Regions from separate parts of the Mus musculus genome. Here region 1 is linked to region 2. The links are chromatin contacts, called in public Micro-C maps. All regions are on one chromosome and are shown on one strand. Each heading gives the region's core, a stretch centred on a gene start, on an enhancer-like site or on the middle of the called end of the contact. The rest is flanking DNA. Distances are from core to core; before and after follow the strand shown. Region 1 holds the start of Cds1 (CDP-diacylglycerol synthase 1). Region 2 holds the start of Nkx6-1 (NK6 homeobox 1).

Region 1 (6,827 bases), core at 2,269-4,768, 100 kb before region 2:
CCCGTGTTCCTCGGCCTTTCACAGCAGAAAGTCTGGTTCCCATTAAGCTCTCTGGCTAAATTCTTCACACATCTTAGCTGTCATTCTAAAGTACCTCTGATGGCACCTTCTAAGCAACCCTTCCTCTCTCAGAGCCCAGGACCCTCCATGACTTGGCTACTCCTTACATCCCTGGCTCTTTTCTAACATGGACACTCTTTCATGAGTCTAAACACGAGCACCCTGGTAGGGCATCCACCAGCATGGCTCTCTCCAGTGTTGGACACCATCTCCCCTAGACTAACTAGTAACCCCATCAATTCCCATGGTGGGCTCCGCAACACCCTTCCCGGGGTTGCCCCTTCCAGTACTTTCTGGACCACTGCTCTTGAGCTATGTATAGATGCTGCTGCAGAACTTTCCAGTGTAGAGCTTGGTGTGGTGACACACATGTCATGCCAGCACTGGAGAGGCAAAGTCAGGAGGAGGAGGAAGGTGGGTTCCAGGTCAGCTGGGACTCCACTGGAAACTCGACTTCCTCGGAAACCAATAACCAAACCAACAACACAGCTTCTCAGAGTCCATTGAGTAAAGAGGAATGCCAAAGGCCTCAAGGCTCTCAAGAGTTCAACCTTGCCTCCCAACCCAGCAGTTTATAGTCTGGGGTTTCTAATTTCTGTGTTCTGTCTCTAGAATGCTGAGTTGGGAGGCACTTCTGAGTGCCTTCTGACTAGAACACCCTGCCCTAACCAGTCCTAACCCCTGTCCACTTGACTGACCTCCCAGGCATCTTCACTTCCGAGTTCAACACTCAAGTCCTCCTTAGAGCTTCCCCTACAGTCTCCATGTCCATTCGAGCCCTCTATGCTAACAAGGCCTTCACGGCTGTCTACTGAAAGCTGCCCACACATGGCTCCAGGGTGGGTAGTAGGCTGAGACGGGCCCTTGTTCTTGGTCAAGTACTACTTGGGTGTTTCAAGTCCTAGAGCATTCCCCTGCAGAGATGAAGCACTATTTCACATGCTAATTCTCTGGAGCACACAGAGCCTTGTCTGGGCAGAAGTCTCAGGGTCGTGAACAATAGAAATGTCCCATCAACCAGACCATTATAAAGGCTACAAAATGGCAAGGCATAGAAGTTCGGAGTAAGCAGGATGTGAGGTAGTCCTTCAATTCCTGCATTAATTTCTAAAGGTGTGGTTTTTTTTTTTTAAACTGGCTCTTAAACTTAACAACACTTAAGAGTTTCGATGGACCAAATATTAACCAGCCTCCAACGATGGCAGCTGACTTAAAAATAGCCCTTGACCTGGAAATATAGGTGTGTTCAAATACACACCCTGATAAGAAAGGACACAGAGAGGATGCAGCTCAGAGTCTGAAGGCTCTGAAAGTCAAGGGCTCCTTGAGAAGGGACTCCAGAACCACAGGGATATTTCAGCACAGTTTGAACATGCTCACCCTCTTCTAAGAAACATTGACAAAACCAGTCGCAGATGCAACACACTGCATTTGGAAAAGCCACATCCACCGAGATGTGAGACCGACTCAGTGACAGCCAGCAGTGCAGCATTTACAAACAAACAAACAAGCCGGTGGGGTAAGCAAGTCACCGAGGGATCAGGCTAATGAGTCAAGACACCACAGAAGCTGTTCCTAATTTAAATACATCCTGGTGCTTAAAAATAAGACGTTACACTCAAAAGCCGGTTTGTGCGCCGTTTCCCCATTTCCAGAACATGTTTTTTCTTAATAAAAGCTCGTTAGCTTCCTCCAGTTAAGGAAGTCGACATGAGGAGGCTGGTATTTCCTTGATTCTAAAGGATACCAGGGCTAAAACAAAATCCCAACCTAATTAATTCTATTTTGGGTCTGGTTTCCAAGGCACTCTTCACGGAGCTGCTCTCAGCCCATGGCTTTCCGTTTTTCAACCTTCCACAGCTGGAAAGTGTGTTTATTCTGTGTCACTCCTCGGCAGCACAAATGTTTCCCAGACTCTCATCTTAACTCCCTATCCATCAGGAACAGGGAAGAAGCTGTGGTTCTAAAATCACGTATTTATTGCTAACCATATTGTTGCGGCAGCACAGATTTGTAACTCAAGCTCTATCAAGTTCATCTGTGTAAGTTTTGGGAGGAACTTCCCCCTCAGTCACACTGCCAGAGAGCGTCAGAACAGCAAAAGGCAAAAGACAGAAAACAGAGAAGTTAGTTCCACTACCAAAAGGCAGAGAACTTGACCTTGGGCAACGCAAGTCCATTTGGGTTGTCTGTCTTTTGTGTCTGTTTGAGCCCCGGGCCAACCTTGAGCTGACTACAAAGCTGAGAATGATCTTGGCAGTCCTTGCCTCCACACCTACCCCCAAGTGCTGGGATGACGGCAGATACCACCACACTACATTCCACAAAACAGAAATCCAAGAATGATTCAAAAGTTTTGAGTCTCTCAAGCGAAGAGGAATTCTGTAAGCAAACTCGTATAGCAAATCTATTCTCTGGCCCAATTTCATAATCTACCAAGCTCATGCAGCCATAAAACTTTTATTATTTTTCCTCCTAAGTTCTTACTGGCACTGGTTTATCAGAAAACACACCTAAACGTTTGACTCTTCCTAGCTTCAATTATAATAGTGACCGTACATATCCGCATATTTTAAAATATGAAGCAAAGTTCATCTATTTTAAAGCGGGGGAGGAGTGGCGTGCTAAAAGTCTGGAATTAGCCTGTTCGGTTAAATGAAATCCACCGATGGGACAACTGCCTGGTTTGAGGCGCACTTACATGTTCCCCATATATGACAGCCTCAACCCTCCGAAATCTATCAGCCAGAAAAAAAGAACAGAGAAACGAAAGCGCAGCTTGGAGGAGCTCCAGAAGCCGGTCTGCGCCAGGCTCCAATGACAGGCTAGGACCCAAGGTGCCCGTCTTAAGTTTACTCCCAACTTTGTCGCCCTACCAAGGAAAGGCGAGAGAGGTGACAGCCACTAGACAGCCAGAGCGCCTGCGGGGACGGGTTCCATCCTGACCCCAGAACCAGGAGATCCGGGAAAGAAGCTAGAGTGCAGTCCGGTTCCGGAACGGCGGCCCGGCCGCGCACGCCCCGGGACAGAGGACGAGCAGGACCCCCCACGACACGCCCGCTCCAGGGGCGCGGCCCGGCCCCGCCGCACTCACTCACTTTGTCGCTGGTGCTCTCGGTTTCGTGGTCACCGCCGGCCGCCTCTCCCTCGCGGGGTGGCGGCGCCCCCGCTCCCCCAGGGCCGGGGCAGCCCCCGCGGTGCCGCAGCTCCAGCATGTCCCGCTCCCGCGTCGCTGGGCTGGCGTCGTCTAGCGCCCCGCCACCGCGGAGCCGCGCCGGGTCACCCCCAGAACGGCATCAACGAGCGAGCGCTCGAGGCCGCCGGCAGGGTGTGCGGACCGGCGCGGGCGGGGACGCGGCGCCGTTGCCAGGTGCGCCGTTCCACGCACTGGCCCCAGGGGGCGGAGGAGCAGCACGGCCCTCCCTCGCGCCTCGCGACCGCGCCACCCGGCCCGCCCCACCTTCCCGCCGCCGAGCTCCCGCAGCGCGGTCACGCGCCGCAGGCCCCGCCCCGCTCGCCCCTCCGCGCTGCACTGCGGTGCCCGAGGCCCCGCCCCGGGCGATGACGTCAATGCTCGGGCCCTGCCCCGGCTCCCTGGGCAGGTGGGGGCACGGAAAGGTACGCGAACGGCCGAGGACGAGGGACGAGCCAGGGACGGAGGAACGCGGGGGCGAGCCTGGGCGCCGCCGGGAAGTCCTCCTTGGCGCAGGGATGTCAGGCGGAGTTCAACTGACTCCTCCAAGGGACTCGGCCCTGCTTGACACGCCGCAGCGTGGCGGAGCGTCGCAGGCGTCCCCAAGCAGAAACTTGCTGGGCAGGACAGACCCGTTGGCTCTGCGTTCCAGCCAGTGCTTAACCTCCCTGGTGCCTGGGGATGAGTTGGCCAACAGTTTCAATATCGTACCCAGGTTCTGTACTGGGGAAACTCGGGGTTTTGAGTCTCTCAGAGAGTTTCTACCATAGGATCCACAGACAGCCTTTGATGCCCTAGGGCGCCGCTGCGGGGTACCTCTCTGAAAGACAAGGACCTTGGGACGCTAAAGGTGGAACAGGATGGACACATGATCTGGTTTAACTCTAGTCTAATCCTGTTAGCAGGTGCTTAGGGGGTTTTTTCACACATATTTGCGAGCTGGTCCTTAAAGGCCAAAGACACACATCCGTAATTCACACAAACCAGACAGAGGAGCACCTTTATTGTAATAAATCAACAATTTATCAGGTCATTACTAAAAATAAGTAATATGTTGTCCTTAAAGCCTCATAACTAACCAGCAAAACCAAACGTCAGAGGAGGATGCAATGAAAAACAGTAGACTCAGGTAGAGAGACACTTGCAGCCAAAACTGATAACCGGAATTCAATCCCCAACATGATGGACATAGAGAACTGCCTCCAGAAAGCTGTCCTCTGATCTCCACGCTGACACCCACACATATAAATAGATAAATATCATTTAAAACTAATGGAAGATATGAGATGGACGTGGTGTGGGTTTTCCATAAGGAACGGAAGACTGCTAGTAATTAGGTCAATTGATCTACATTGTTTTGGAGGGCCAGAGAAAAAGTACTTCTGGATACAAAGATAAAATGACCGTGGGGGTGGGGGGTGGGGGAGTAAGGGGTGGGGACCACAGAGGCTGGAATGGGTTGGCTCTGGCTGTTGATCCTACCCAGCAGAAAGGACCAGAGTTCCTTTCAACTTTCTTCCAGGAAGTTGAGGAGCCAGTGTTCTAACCCCCGTGGTGCCAATTATCTCCATGGCCTCTAGTAAGCAGGTAAGCCTATGTCCCCATCAGTGAAAGGAATAACAAGGAGGTTAGCCTCTCTTTTAGCTGTTCTGGTGCTTGTGTCAGAGGTGTCAGTGTCAGACTCACAGGCACAGGGAGGTAGCTCAGCACTTCTCCCTCCCTCCCTCTCCCTCCCACAGACAACCTCTAGGTTTTCTTCCTTTTCTTTCTTCTCCCTTTGGGGTGGTAGAGGAGGAAAGCCTGCTGAGGCAAGAGGAAACCGGAGAAGTCAGTCAGAGTAACAGAAGAAGTAGTACTCCTCCACCCAGGGAGGAGGGAGAGAACAGAGCCATCACCGTGCTCCCACCCTTCCTGAAGTTTGCCACTCCCTGTAGTTCAGCTGAGATGGTGATTTATTTTTGTCTTCATTATAGTTATTGATGCTCACTGAATGATCAATGGAACCACAGGCTTGCCACAGAGCCAGCCCCTACCCTCAGAACAGTCAGCAGTGCTTGTTGAAGAAGTGAATGAAGAAACAAATGGGTGGAGATCTATAGCCTGATGGGAAATTATTTGGCCTTTATGCTTTGTGTTTTATGTTTTGACTTACATGGTGCGATGTAACTATTCTTGGTTGTTAACTTGACTACATCTGGAATTAACTAAAACCCTGTGAGGGATTTTTTTCTCGACTGGATCATTTGAGGTAGGAAGACCCACCTGAAATCTGGGTCACACACTCTGGTAGCAGCCTCCATAAAGAACATGGAAAAAGTGAGCTGTTTGCTTGCTTGCTTGCCCTTGCCCTCCATGGCAAGTTCCCTTTCTTCACTGTATCAGAACCCACTTCTTTGGAATTCCTGGGTATACTGGAGACCAGCTGAGACTTCCAGCCTCATGATCTGGATGACTTTTGTATGGGTGGACTTCCCATCAGGAGACAGTCATTGTTGGAATATTCAGAATGCAACCTGTAAGCCAACTCGAATAAATTTCATTTAAGTAGATATGTAGACTGATGATAGATAGGTATGATAGGTAGGTAGGTAGGTAGGTAGGTAGGTAGATAGATAGATAGATAGATAGGTAAATAGATAGATAGGTAAATAGATAATAGGTAGATTCATTCAATCAGTGCTGTGTCTCTAAAGAACTCTGGCTAATTCATATAGGTATCTGCTTTTCTTCAGTTTTCACTTTACCTGTAAAAAGAGATTAACATGTGTTGAAAGAAGTTCTAGTAATGATTTTATATTTACCTAGAAAGTATCACACCACCACACCCTGTGTTTGCAGACTTTTCTCAGTGTCTCCCCACCACCACCTTTTTCTTTCCATCTTTCATTTTTCTTCACGTATTGCATCTGTGGTCGATGACACAAATCTGACATTTAATGACTCCCAAGCCTCCTCTGTCAGTTTTACTACAGTTTGCTCTGCCAGAGGGCTCCAGGAATCCCGGAGTACATGGGAGACACTGGGCCAAGACACACTTCTTGGCTAGTTTGAAGAGTTTCCACTACAGTGGGCTTGGAATTTCTTAGCTTTTAGCAAGGGGTTTGCTGAGGAGTGTGGAAACAAGGAGTGATGTTGTTGTTTATATGGTATCTATCTTAGTTTTTTTATTTATATGGTATCTATCTTAGTTTGTTATTTATATGGTATCTGTCTTAGTTTGTTATTTATCTGGTATCTGTCTCAGTTTGTTAGTTATGTGGTATCTATCTTAGTTTGGGTTTAACTTACCCAATCACTCACAATGACAGGAGCAGGTGAGGCAGTCACCTGCTACCCTACCCCTAGAACTGCCTCCCAAGGTACCCAGACTGGGGCAAGTCCCTCTCTTAGGTGAGAATCTGAGCTTGCTTTCCACAACGAAGGTTCTGAGGTACTTGGCAGTACCATTCCCAGCTTGCCAAGGGAAGAAAACCTCTGCCTTGCCAAGTGCTTCTGGTTGCCTGGATACTCTTCCTATAGCTTCTGTGACTCAACCCCAGCTTCAGCGACATCCCTTTCAGCTCTCTCTATAAGT
Region 2 (6,787 bases), core at 1,579-4,078:
TATGAATGACAGAGACTCAACGGATGAGATGTCTTCATTTCAAAACCAGCTTTGTAACTACGGAGCACAGTTAAGTTGGAGTTGACTCTCTCTCTCTCTCTCTCTCTCTCCTCCCCCTTCCCCACTTTCTCTGTCTTTCTCTGTGTCTCTGTCTTTCTCTTTGTCTATCTCTCTGTCTTTCTCTGTCTCTCTGTCCCTGTGTGTCCTTCTCTGTCTTTCGCTGTGTCTCTGTCTGTCTCTCTCCGGTCTATTTTCTTTTTTGACACCCCCTCCCCAATACCAGATACTAAATTCTCAATAGAAAAAAAAACCGATCAATTTACCAACCCATTCCCCATTACAGTAACTACAAAGATAGCTACTTTTGAGGAAAGAACTTCCAATACACTTAGGTTCGGTTTTCTCGGTTCCTACCTAGTCCCTTTCCCGGTGGACATGAGCAGATCGCAGGAGGCCCAAAATTCGAGCTCTGGCTGATCGTGTGCCACGGAGGAAATGCTGGGTCCGAGTGAGAGTAGTTTGTGAGGAAGCCAGAGGCATTGAAATTCCAGCGGCAGAAACAGAGCCGGGGCTTGCCCGCCACTGTCCGCTTCACGAAATTGGCTGGCTGCTCTTCTCGGGTTTAGGTAGCAGAGGGCTGGCGTGGAAGCGCAGACAGCACCCACTTTAGCTCTCCCCGGAGCCTAGAGACTGGCAGGCCGCTTAGCATATCTCCCACCCGTGCAGAGCCCCACCTTTTCCAGGGTCAGATCTAAACTCTACGGAATGATGGCAATAACCAAGTCTTGAAGTTAATAAAGATGGGAAAGCCAGAGGAAGACAAATATCATCTTCCCCACCCCCGACTCTGAGCGAATGAAAGGAGCAGGCGATGATTAACCCCTAGGCTTTACTCTCACACGTCAAACTCAACCTCAAGTTGACAACACTCAAGCTTTGGAGAAGTAAGGGGACCGACCAGTTTAAGGCCTCCTGCTTGACATTCAGAGTCAAACTCCCTGGCGCTGCTCAGTTTTAATTCCTGGGTCATTTATCGCCTATTTCTGTTTTCTGAACCTTAAATTTGGACTCAATAATATGATGCAAATCTCTGCTGTGACACTTCCCGCCCCCCCCCCCCCCACTGGTGTATCAACTGCCCGATTTCTCAAGATCGACCAAAGAGGTTTTTTCCTTGGTTTTGGTCAACCCTGAGCAGACCTTAAAGATCGGCCAGAGGGAGCAAAGCCCTTTTGACCATCGCTCCCAATGTCAGCCTAGAAGTCGGTCGTCTCTAGTTTACTCAACTACCCGAGTTGAGAGCTTGACCAGACTTTCCAACAGTTACCTGTCTTCCCCCGAGGTATTCCTCTATCTAAAGTTGTCCTGTGAATTTTAGTGATCCTGCCTCATAAATCCAACTAATAATAATAGAGGGAGGATTTTAAAAAAATAATTATCTCATTTCTGTTAGGTTTAGACACCACGCAGGAGATAAATATTCTCATTAAGCTGATTTCATCCCCAGAGTACTGAGCCCCCTCATAAGTGATAATGATCTAGGGAGTGGGAGAGCGAAGACAAGAACGGAGAAAGAACAGAAAAGAGCAGGAGACGGAAAGATGGTGAAGGGTGACCCTTAGGCCTGCGAGGGGTTTAAAAACATCTACGGGCTTAAGGAACAACAAATCAATTTACACGATTCTGGAAGAGCCCAGAGGGCCTTTAATTAATCCCTTCAAAAGAAGGAAGTCGGCCTGGGATATGCCTCCTGCCTGCTCCATTAGCTCCCTTTTCGCAAGGGTCCAGACACCGTTGGAGGTGGGCGCCGCGCGCGAGCTGGGGGAGGATGACGCGAGCTGGCGTGGGCGGAAGAGCCGCACTTAAACTGCTTTTCCATAGAAGGGCTGGATTTTCATTATTCCTCTCTTTAAAAAGTAATGCCCTCTTCGTCCCTGCTCCCTCCTTCTCCTTTCCATTTTATTTTGCACGATTAGTTGAGCCGGCCGCTGGCTCTAGACTGGAACCACTCTTTTCGCCAGGCCCCTCCCCTCTTGGCTCCGCCCAAGTGAAGCTGGGGCGGGGACTAGGAGGGCGCGTCCTTATGGCTCCCTAGTCTCAGCCAATCAAAAGGTGTGGCGCTCCCAGGTGGGCGTGTTCTAGGAGCGACGCCTTGCCCAAGCTGAGCGCTATTGGAGGCGGTGTTTACGCCCAGGACCCGGGCCCCGCTCCTCAGTCCCGCCCCGCCGAGCCGCCCCGGAATGACGTCCTCGAAAGTTCTCATTTTGGCCCCCCACCTCCCCTCCCTTGCGTCCCCCAGCTAAAGAGAGGCAGGGAGGGGTGCAAATATTTTATTACCTTTGAGAGCTTCATCCGAACTGTCAGGCCCAGAGGGAGAGAGGAGAGAAGGGAAGAGCCGCCGAGAGGGTCAGTTTGGCCAGAGGACAGGGCTTGGAAGAGCCAAGCCTGGAAAGCCAAGGAGAAATGCCAGAGAGGCAAGAGAAAGGCGGAGAGTGAGAGGAAGAGAGGGCGCCAGGGGGTGGGACGGGGGGGGGTCTCCCGGCCGGCTTGCAGAAGAGGACGGACGATCGGAACCGGCCCGTCAGACTTTTTCCATACTTAGGTTTATTTTCTTTTATCCTTTTCGATCCGGCTAGTCCGGCGCCGCGTGGCTCGGAGGGGAAGTAGGCTCGTGGGCGCACCAAGTCCCCAGCCGCCGGAGCGGTGTCACTGACTGCCCTTTCTGGCGCAGTAACGCCGGGCCCGAGGCAGTGGCGGGCGCGATACCCGCGCCGGCCGTTTGTGCTCTGTCCCCCGGGCGAGCGGTGAGTGCGACTCAGCAGCGCGGCCGCCGGGAGAGCGGAGCGTCCGAGCGAGATCAGAGGCGCGCACCGGGCGGAACGCCGCCCGCTTTGAAGCTCCCCCAGGCGAGCGAGCCGGCCCCCGCCCTCCTACATCAAAGCGAACGCTCCGCGCCTCCCAACCTTGTTGCAAACTCTCTGGGTCGGCTGCGGGGTACGTCTTGCTGATTTCCCGCGGGGGTGGAGAAGATGAGAAGCAGAGCGCTCTGAGCCGGGAACGAGGGACCAGCGCCTGGGATCGAATCCGGGACTCCCGAAGCCGAGGAAGCGCTGAGCCCGCCCGCGCCCCCGCAGCCCTCGCCCCTGCCGCCTCCCGCGGGGCGTTTGGACATTTTTGCTGCGCAGCTCCCGGAGCCCGCGGCCGATCCACACTTCGCTTGCGCGCGCCCCCGGCACCTCGGGTTCTCCCGAGCCCCGGCGGGGCCACCGACCTGCGTGGCTGCGGGTTCGGGTCTGGCTGTGGGATGTTAGCTGTGGGGGCGATGGAGGGCCCTCGGCAGAGCGCGTTCCTGCTCAGCAGCCCGCCCCTGGCCGCCCTGCACAGTATGGCCGAGATGAAGACCCCGCTCTACCCCGCCGCTTATCCCCCGCTGCCCACCGGGCCCCCCTCCTCCTCGTCCTCGTCCTCCTCGTCCTCGTCGCCCTCCCCACCTTTGGGCTCACATAACCCGGGCGGCTTGAAGCCCCCGGCCGCGGGGGGCCTCTCGTCCCTGGGCAGTCCCCCGCAGCAGCTTTCGGCGGCCACCCCACACGGCATCAACGACATCCTGAGCCGGCCCTCTATGCCGGTGGCCTCGGGGGCCGCCCTGCCCTCCGCCTCGCCCTCCGGGTCTTCCTCCTCCTCCTCCTCGTCCGCCTCCGCCACCTCGGCCTCTGCGGCGGCCGCCGCCGCCGCTGCTGCTGCCGCCGCTGCCGCCTCGTCGCCCGCTGGGCTGCTGGCCGGCCTGCCCCGCTTCAGCAGCCTGAGCCCTCCGCCACCGCCGCCCGGGCTCTACTTTAGCCCCAGCGCCGCGGCTGTGGCCGCCGTGGGCCGGTACCCCAAGCCCCTGGCCGAGCTGCCCGGTCGGACGCCCATCTTCTGGCCCGGAGTGATGCAGAGTCCGCCGTGGAGGGACGCGCGCCTTGCCTGTACCCCCCGTGAGTACTATGGGAGGGGAGGGTGGGTCCCTGCCTTCTAAGTCTGCTCTCGGGTCGTGAAGCACACAGTGCCCCTGCGGGCGGTCAGTCTCCTGGCCGCCACACTAGTTTGGAAGTTCCGGGACAGCACGCCGTTGGCTGGGCCCCTGCAGGCGAGCGAGGGACTCGCGCTTTCCTGGGCTCGCCGAGGCTCATGCAGGCCTGGGCTCCACCAACGAGAATGCGTCTGGACAGAACACAGCGCAGCAAGCGAGCTTCTGTCTGGGCTGTTCTTGAACCTGGCCAGCTCTGGGTCAGATGGATGGAAAGCGGGAAAAGGCCTCCGCACCCCTTCCTTTCTGGCTCCTTCCTGCCATGCTCGCCCGTTCCTTCAGTAGTCTGACCCTTGTTTTCGGCAAACCCGCGAGGGTAGGCAAGGCAGCTGGCTATCTACCTCCTCGAGAAAAGCAGACTTTTGCTTGCACACACCCTCCCTGGTTGTCTCCAGCTCACCTTTTCTCCCAGCTCCCTCGCCCACTCCCAGTGCACTTGTCCAGAATGACCTGTGCCAGCGGTTCCCAGAACTAGGCTGTTGTCATTGATGGACCCGGGTCTTCCCTACTCCTGAATCCCAGGGCCCTGGTCACTGAAGGGGCATTGACACTCAACAGACTAACTCAAGAGAGGACATGATGAGAAATATACATGTGCAGGACACAGACCAGTAAAATGTAGCCTCCAAACGCTCTGGGTCAATTCAGCTGTCCCAAGGTCTGGACAGACAATTCTGGCTAGTGGGTCACAGCTCCTAGATAGAAGGCTCCTTCCCCCCTCCCCCCAGGTGGCGCCCAGGGCCCGGCTCAACTCTGTTCTTTGCTGACGACCAAGTCCCTGAAGTCAGTCCAGGTTCTCTGGACCTCCTTGCCTGAGATTTAGCGGCAGTAACTTGACTAACGGGAAACTATGTCAGGCTCTATGTGGGAAGGCGATTCCTCAGAGCTATTGAAATGTCTGAGAGACACTATTGTATCCTTGATTGTAGGGATTGCCAGACCTGTGTCTCCTCTGGTCTCTTCTCCAGCCCGTAAGGGCCTCAAACTTTAAGAGTTATGTCCTAAAGTGCTCAAAATACAAGGAGCCCTTTATTGCTCAGCACAGGTTAGGGAAGTGGCCAAGGAAAACAAAACAAAATATAAAATTTAAAAAGTTAGTTTACCTTCACACCAAACCACTTATCTGCTCAGAGACTGACATGGGGAGGCGAGGGTGGCCTTTCTCATGCTCTCCTGCTTAGTGTAGGAGGGTGTCCCCTTTCTGCCCTGTACTCTTTAGCAGTGGCCTCCCTAGCCATTGGCACGATGGTTAAGCACAAAGTATTTATTGCTACACCAACCGTACCTTGGTTGGAGAAAAGTAGCTGGCAAAAGGTAGCGCAGGGGTGGCGCAGGACACAGATCAAGGATTGTTGCTCTTTTGCTATCAAAGCACAGTTTTGCTAATTCGCTCCCCTCTCCCGCCTCCCGTGGAGCACGGTAACGAGTTGTTTCTTCCTTCCTCTTGTTGTCGGTCCTCGCAGATCAAGGATCCATTTTGTTGGACAAAGATGGGAAGAGAAAACACACCAGACCCACGTTCTCTGGACAGCAAATCTTCGCCCTGGAGAAGACTTTCGAACAAACGAAGTACTTGGCAGGACCAGAGAGAGCACGCTTGGCCTATTCTCTGGGGATGACGGAGAGTCAGGTCAAGGTGAGTGGACCTTTGACACCTCCTGGGATGGCTTCCTTCGCACGTGCACGAACGTCTGAGTCAGTATTTTTCCCCTTACTAAACTAACAAATTGGGCTGAGATGGGTGGGGGTGCGCACCGAGGAGCCTGGGGAGAAGTGGGGAGCGGGGAGAGAGTTGGGGGTTGCCCAGGCCCTGGAGTCTTTTGGAGGCAAACTATTGGTGAACAAAAGATATCAAGTCCCGCCTTAGAAATTAGGCTAATCTAGACAGCAGCCTGTGCTGGGAAAACGCGCCTTTATCAGAGAATAAAAGCATTAAGGAATATCCCGGAGAACAGATAGAGCCGATTAGAAAGCTCGGTTTGCTTTATTTGTAAAGACACTCAAGCCATTGTTTGTCAATTCAGGCCCTAGTTAGATATAAAATTTCTTATCGGGGATCAGCAGTACAGCGCTTCTATAGTGATTTGTAGATGAGAGAGAGAGAGAGAGAGAGAGAGAGAGAGAGAGAGAGAGAGAGAGAGAGAGAGAAGAATTCAGTGGAACTTAACAGCGATAAAACTTGCTTTTTGGCTCAGATAAAAATGATTGTTTGGAATAGTAATTTTGCAAATGAGCCGACAAGATTATTAGTGTATTGAATAAGATTGAATTCCGTTTAAAGCAAGTTTATTCGCAAAATTAAGATACTGCAGCTTATGACAACAATTTGTAATTAAGATGTCACTCTGCTTATAATTGAGTTGTATAGTGCATTTCTAGGGAACCAGATTTTAGAAATCTGCCCCTGAAAATAATATTGAGCCGGCTGGGTAAATTCAGTATGTTGGTTTCCTAGTTTTCTCTGGTCTCTTTTGTCCTCTCTCTCTCTCTCCCTCCCCCTCTCTCTCTCTCTCTCTCTCTCTCTGGATGTGCATGGGGGGGGGTGTCTGCTTTCTTTAGTTATATTGTTGCTCATTAAGGAGCGATATCATTAAATCTTCCACTGCAGGTTTACTTTCTTGCTAGCCAAGTGGCACACAATATATTTCAGCTGAGACTTTTCATGTGGCCATTAGAAAACCATCACATTCAAAATTATTTTTGCAGTGGGTGGCTAGA

Evidence for each region. A called contact is a pair of places that touch in the nucleus more often than the background predicts.
Region 1: a Micro-C map of embryonic stem cells shows a contact between it and region 2, with 2.5 times the contacts expected there. The contact joins the promoter of Cds1 here to the promoter of Nkx6-1 in region 2. A contact is called at or near these places in 1 of 39 promoter capture datasets (embryonic stem cells), 8 of 484 Hi-C or Micro-C datasets (B cells, LSK cells, embryonic stem cells and 2 more), 2 of 115 datasets of contacts at active chromatin or transcription factors (embryonic stem cells and microglia) and 1 of 9 other capture datasets (pancreatic islet).

Annotation. Positions count from the first base shown.
Region 1 is chr5:101,761,821-101,768,647 of GRCm38.p6, reverse strand. It overlaps Cds1 (CDP-diacylglycerol synthase 1), which reads right to left and starts at 3,518. Exons shown (of 13, transcript NM_173370.3): 1 at 3,159-3,518. The coding sequence starts at 3,275. Gm42134 reads left to right here and starts at 3,385. Exons shown (of 6, transcript XR_880489.2): 1 at 3,385-3,678; 2 at 4,776-4,840. It overlaps 9430085M18Rik (a long non-coding RNA gene), which reads right to left. Exons shown (of 3, transcript XR_001785073.2): 3 at 5,417-5,997.
Region 2 is chr5:101,660,752-101,667,538 of GRCm38.p6, reverse strand. Nkx6-1 (NK6 homeobox 1) reads left to right here and starts at 2,828. Exons shown (of 3, transcript NM_144955.2): 1 at 2,828-3,977; 2 at 5,533-5,705. The coding sequence starts at 3,305.